Regions from separate parts of the Macaca mulatta genome. Here region 1 is linked to region 2. The links are chromatin contacts, called in public Hi-C maps. All regions are on one chromosome and are shown on one strand. Each heading gives the region's core, a stretch centred on a gene start, on an enhancer-like site or on the middle of the called end of the contact. The rest is flanking DNA. Distances are from core to core; before and after follow the strand shown.

Region 1 (2,943 bases), core at 249-2,748, 39 kb after region 2:
AGTTACCCTCTCTTTCCTGAGAGCTTCACTTTTAGGATTCCACAGAGATTCCCAAAGTGGAGTTAACCTGAAGGAACAGGCGGCTGCCTTTAAAAAACAAACAAACAAACAAACAAACAAAACTAAGAGAAATAAATCTCCTGGGCTTCACCTTTAGAATATCCACAGTGAGGTGGGCAGGGGACAGGTTTTTAAATTGAGCTGCATGGGATAAGGATTCACCCCTACTCAAAAGAGAGCCTACAAAAAAAAAGAGAGCGGGAGCCTACAGAAGAGAACACACAAAAGTATGTTTGAGCAGAGGATTCCTTAAAGCCCTTAAATGAACTTTTCCTCAACATAGCATTAAGGATCTGGCCCTCTTGGGGTTTTCCTAACTCACTTCTGGCGGTCATATCTGTCCATTTCCCTAATGACACGGGTATTAGACGTGCCAGAAGTGCGGTAGCTGCTTAAGCAAAAGAGAGAACGACTACAAGCTGCTCAAGAGCAGGGATCTTGTCTGTCCCGTTAACCCTAAGTCCCAGTACCTGACATACTGCAACTGTGCAATATTATTCCAGAGTAGAGGGGCCAGGAGACCGAGGTCCCCGTAAGAGCAGGGCATTTTCCGGGGTGAATTTTGGAAGTGAAGTGAATTTAGAAGCCCCAACTTCCCTGGATCTACCAGCCTTGGAGAAGGTCCGCCCACTCCCGGAGGACAGCGAAAGGGACCCACGTCCAGCGCAGACTCTCACCCCTGTGTAGGGAAGAATGACTGCCAGTGCAGAGACCAGGAGTTAGTGCGTGTGAAAAGGAGGGAGGGAGAGAAAGAGAGTGAGAGCCCATTTGTGTGTCTGGGGAGGGGCAGTAATTTCCGTCGTCTCACCGCTCACGAGTCCCCTTGACCTAGGGACCCCGCTCCTCACCATTACTGCGTTGGATCTTGATGGCGAGACCGGGAAACAGGCGGGCCTGAAGCGACGAGTCCATGGCCATTCGGAGGGTCAGCAAGGAAAAGAAACGCGCAATGCTAGGAAACCTCAATTCCGCTAACCCTAGGAAGTCTTAACGCCGCGTAAACCGCCGCAGTTTAAATCCCGCGCGCAAGCGTCCTTAAAACGTCATCCCGCTGTCCCCGCCCCCGCTTCCGGCGGTCAGCGGCGCCCTGCAGAGCCTTGGGGGATACGCAGTTCCGAACCGTCTTCCGACGCCCGGCACCGCCCATGCGTCTGGCCACACCCCCGAGCGCTGTGCCTCCTGGGAACTTTGGCGCTCCGCGGGGTCTGGGGCTCCCGCTTCCTGGTATTGTGTTTGGTCATCTTGTACAGCCGGGTTCCCGAAAACTGGGAAACTTCGGTATGTATTTCAGAGTGAGGGCTCTGGAATACTACAGACATGGGTTCGAATCCTAGCTTCTTCAGTTGCTAGTTCAATGACCTCGAGCAAATTGGAGACTTGACCGGGCGCGGTGGCTCACTCCTGTAATCCTTGCACTTAGGAAGGCTAGAGGTGGGAGTGATCGCTTGAGATCAGAAGTTCGAGACCAGCAAGGGCAACGTAGCCAAGACCCTGTTCTCTAAGCAAAATAAAACCACAGGTTAGAAACTTGACTTAGTTTTTCTCATTGCACAGTGGAGAAGCATGTTTCGTCATTCAAGGAGTTACGTATAAATTTCCAGGAAGACACGATTCACCAGATATTTATTGAGTGAATGTCTACCACGTGCTAGGCATGGTACTAGGAAATGGAGATAATAGTAGTCAACTAGACACACAGTTCCTGTCCTCTTTTTTTTTAAATTAGAGACAGTGTTCTTGCTGTGTTGCCCAGGCTGGTCTTGAATTCCTGGGCTCAAAGATCCTCCCTCCTTCGCCCCCCAAACTGCTAGGATTACATATGTGAACCACGAATTCCAGCCTCCTGTTCTTGACGATCTGCCTGCCTCAGCCTCCCAAAGTGCTGGGATTACAGGTGTGAACCACTGTGCCTGGCCAGGAAAGGTCTTGTTTGAAGATGGCTGGAAGGCAGTGGGGGAGAGGAACATCAGAAGAAGTTGAAGAGGTGGGCAGGGGCAAAATCATTGAGCATCTTGTGGCCTGTAGTAGTAATTTTGGCTTTTATGCTAATGAGAAGTCATTGAAAGTTTTAAGCAGGGGACTAAGAAGATCTGATTTACATTTTACTTTCTCTTTTTTTTCTTTTGAGACAGAATTTCACTCTTGTTGCCCAGGCTGGAGTGCAGTGGCGTGATCTTGGCTCACGCGACCTCCACTTCCCGGGTTCAAGCAATTCTCCTGCCTCAGCCTCCAAAGTAGCTGGGATTACAGGGATGCGCCACCATGCCTGGCTAATTTGGTATCTTTAGTAGAGATGAGGTTTCACCCTGTTGGTCAAGCTGGTCGTGAACTCCCGACCTCAGGTGATCCACCTGCCTCCGCCTCCCAAAGTGCTGGGATTACAGGTGTGAGCCACCGCGCCCAGCCTACATTTTACTTTTATGTCAGGCAAACTTGCTGTTGTGTGGAGAGTAGAGTTGAAAGGGGCAAGACAGAGTGCAGAGAGCACTTAGTAGGCAAGAGATTATGCTGGCATAGGCCAGGGTGGTGATACTGGATTGGAAGTACAGCTGAGAGAATTGATTCAAGATACCCCATGTTTGGGAAGTGAAGTGAATGGATTTTGCTGATGGATGTGAATGACAGGGGTGGTCATGGATGACTCCTGGTTTCTGGCTAGAGCACCTGGCTGCATGATGGACCATATACTGAAAAGGGAGAGTGGGATTGTGAAGGAATGAGTTGGGGGTTAAGTCCAGGGTTTCATTTTGTTCATTTTGAATTTGAGATGTCTACAACACATCTGAGTGTAGGTGTCAACTGAGCAGCTGGATGTACAAACTGGGAGCTAAGGTAGAAGTCAGAGATTGAGATTTGGCAGTCTGCGTTATGTAGATGATATTT
Region 2 (2,700 bases), core at 30-2,529:
ACGAGCCACCGCACCAGGCCCACTTGGTAAATCTTAAGAAGGTTTAGGTGCATTTTCCCACCCACTCCCAAAGGGCCTCACTCACACTCTGAGCCCCAGGAGAAATTCCCTACGTCCAGCCTCAGGGCACGGTATTTCTTGTTACCTCCCCGCACACGGACTGTGTGGATGCGGCGGGGGCCAATCTGGAAAACACAAGGTTACAGGAACTAGGTTACCAAGGAGAGCAAGGCAAGAAAGGGAGAGGAACCGCGGCAGGAAGGAGGCAACAGTCAGTGTAACTATGACAAGTCCTTGCATTGGCAAGTGGCACACAGGTGACCAAGACGGCCACAACCACGCCTAAGGATTCTTTTTCATCACCTTACTTGCCTCCAAGAGGAAAGCCTGACCCCAAATGCTAAAAATTAAGCCTCTGTTAAAAAAAACCCAAAAGACTAGGATTCTATTAGCCGAGGTGCCACCCTCTCCAGAAGCTCAAGTCCCCCACACAGTATCCTTCTGAGACCCTAAGCTCCGGGGTTGGGGGCCTGAGGGAGCATTCCCTCTTTGGTACTTACTTATACAGCAGGTAAAGGGGGAAGGACACCCAGGCCCTATTACAGAGAAATCAGAGCCCAAGAAAGAACGCACAACTGTCACACGGAGAGGCCCGAGCACGCTGGAGAGCCGGGGAAGGCGACCTCCCGGGCGGACAGGCCCACGCTCGCACCCACCTTGGTGTTGGCAGCCGGGCGCCCCAACTCATATTTCCGCTTCTTGTGGTAGGGCTTTCTCTTGCCCCCGGTTTTGCGGCGCTTGTGCCAGTTGTCCCGAGAAATGCCTGCATGTGGAAGCGGGGAAGGAAGCTTGAGCCACTGTAACTCGGTGGTAGCGACTCGCCAGCTCCCGACCCCCGCGCCGGCAGGCCGCACGCTCAGCTCTCCAAGGTTGGCTTCCCCACCGCGCACTCGGGAGTATGCAGCATTACCGAGTCGTCATCATACACGTGCGGCCCGGCCGGGGCCACCACCGCGCGGCAGCCATGTTAGCGCCGCTTGGAGCCTGCAGCCCGCGGCCCGGAACTCGGAGTCCAGAGCCTTCGCAGCCCCCAGAGAGGGGCTCGGCGGCCGAAACCCGAGGGCCACCACTCCTTGTGGCTGTCCCTGGCCGGGGGTCGGGGCGCCTGGACTCCTCAGTAGGCTGTGAAGCAGGATGGGGCCTGATTGAGCTCAACCCCCCCATCACGCGCCTAAACGCAGAGCGACACTCACCCATCGCTCGGCGCTGGCTGGAAAGAGAAATCGCAAAGATTCACGGTACGGTTTGTAAAACGCTGCCCCGCCCCTTTACTTTACGTTGTTTCTGAGCGCCGAAACAACGTCGGGCGACTAGACTTACGTGTTTGCTGCCGCGCCTAGGGCAACGAGTCTGGGAGGCTCCCGCAGGCTGCCTTCATCCGCAGACCCTAACTGACCCGCCTCCGACCTTGGGTTGGGGGAAGGGGGTCTGCGGCGTCGGCACATCCGGGCGTGTTGAGACTAGTTTCAGAGGCTGCTGCGGTCGTTTAGGATGAGATGTGGGTGCGGCTGCGTTGAAAAAGGGTGGAAGGCAATGGAGTTGGAAACGACTGTGGACTTGGGTTTTGTTTTGAAGGGTTTGGTGGTAGGTTGGACATGGGGATTGAGGGAGAGGGTGGTGTCAAGGATTCCTAAGATTCTCACTTGATCAATCGAATAAATATTGGGGCCACTTACTGAGATGGGGTAGGCTCCTAAGGTAGGAGCTGTTCTGGACACGTTCATTTTGAGATCTTGCTAAGTCATGTAAGTGGGAATGACAGGTAGGAAGCTGGTCATCCTTATAAGGGACCTGCACTGAAGATGTTTTGGGAATCGTTGGTTTATAAATGCCACCAGAATGAACGGAACTTAGAGAGTATAAAGAAGGGATCAGTTAACTTTTCTGAGCTGGAAGAATATATATATGTATTTTTTTTTCTTTTTTTGAGACGAAGTCTCGCTCTGTCGCCCAGGCTGGAGTGAGTGGCGCGATCTCGGCTCACTGCAAGCTCCGCCGCCTCCCGGGTTCAAGCCATTCTCCTGTCTCAGCCTCCGGAGAAGCTGGAACTACAGGCGCCCGCCACCACGCCCGGCTCATTTTTTTTTTTTTTTTAGTATTTTTAGTAGAGACGGAGTTTCACCGTGTTCGCCAGGATGGTCTCGATCTCCTGACCTCTTGATCCGTCCGCCTCGACCTCCCAAACTGCTGGGATTACAGGCGTGAGCCACCGTGCCCGGCCGGATATATATTTTTTAATAAAAAAAAAAAATTTTTAGGCCTGGTGCGGTGGCTCATGCCTGTAATCTCAGCATTTTTGGGAGGCGGAGGCGGGCGGATCGCGAGGTCAGGAGTTTGAGACCAGCCTGGCCAACATGGTGAAACCACGTCTCTACTAAAAAAATACAAAATTTAGCTGAGCATGGTGGCGCTCACCTGTAGTCCCAGCTACTCAGGGAGGCTGAGGCAAGAGAATCGCTTGAACCCGGGAGGCAGAGTCCAGCCTGGGCAACACAGCAAGACTCCATCTCAAAAAAAATTTTTTTTAATCTTTGTGGGTACATAGTAGGTATATATATTTATGGAGTACATGAGATATTTTGTTTCAAGCATGCAGTGTGAAGTAAGCACATCATGGAGAATGGGGTATCCATCCCCTCA

What was found. Hi-C and Micro-C count contacts between places; a contact is called where the count stands out from the background.
Region 1: a contact with region 2 is called in a Hi-C map of fetal cortex germinal zone, with 1.9 times the contacts expected there. The contact joins the promoter of KIF2C here to the promoter of RPS8 in region 2. A contact is called at or near these places in 4 of 14 Hi-C or Micro-C datasets (CD4 T cells, fetal cortex germinal zone, fibroblasts and 1 more).

What each region holds. Positions count from the first base shown.
Region 1 is chr1:195,899,428-195,902,370 of T2T-MMU8v2.0, forward strand. It overlaps KIF2C (kinesin family member 2C), which reads right to left and starts at 1,499. Exons shown (of 21, transcript XM_015138048.3): 1 at 909-1,499. The coding sequence starts at 978.
Region 2 is chr1:195,860,512-195,863,211 of T2T-MMU8v2.0, forward strand. It overlaps RPS8 (ribosomal protein S8), which reads right to left and starts at 1,280. Exons shown (of 6, transcript XM_015138067.3): 1 at 1,254-1,280; 2 at 717-823; 3 at 86-185. The coding sequence starts at 1,257. It overlaps LOC114675070 (small nucleolar RNA SNORD46), which reads right to left and starts at 370; the gene lies at 267-370. It overlaps LOC114675053 (small nucleolar RNA SNORD55/SNORD39), which reads right to left and starts at 989; the gene lies at 910-989.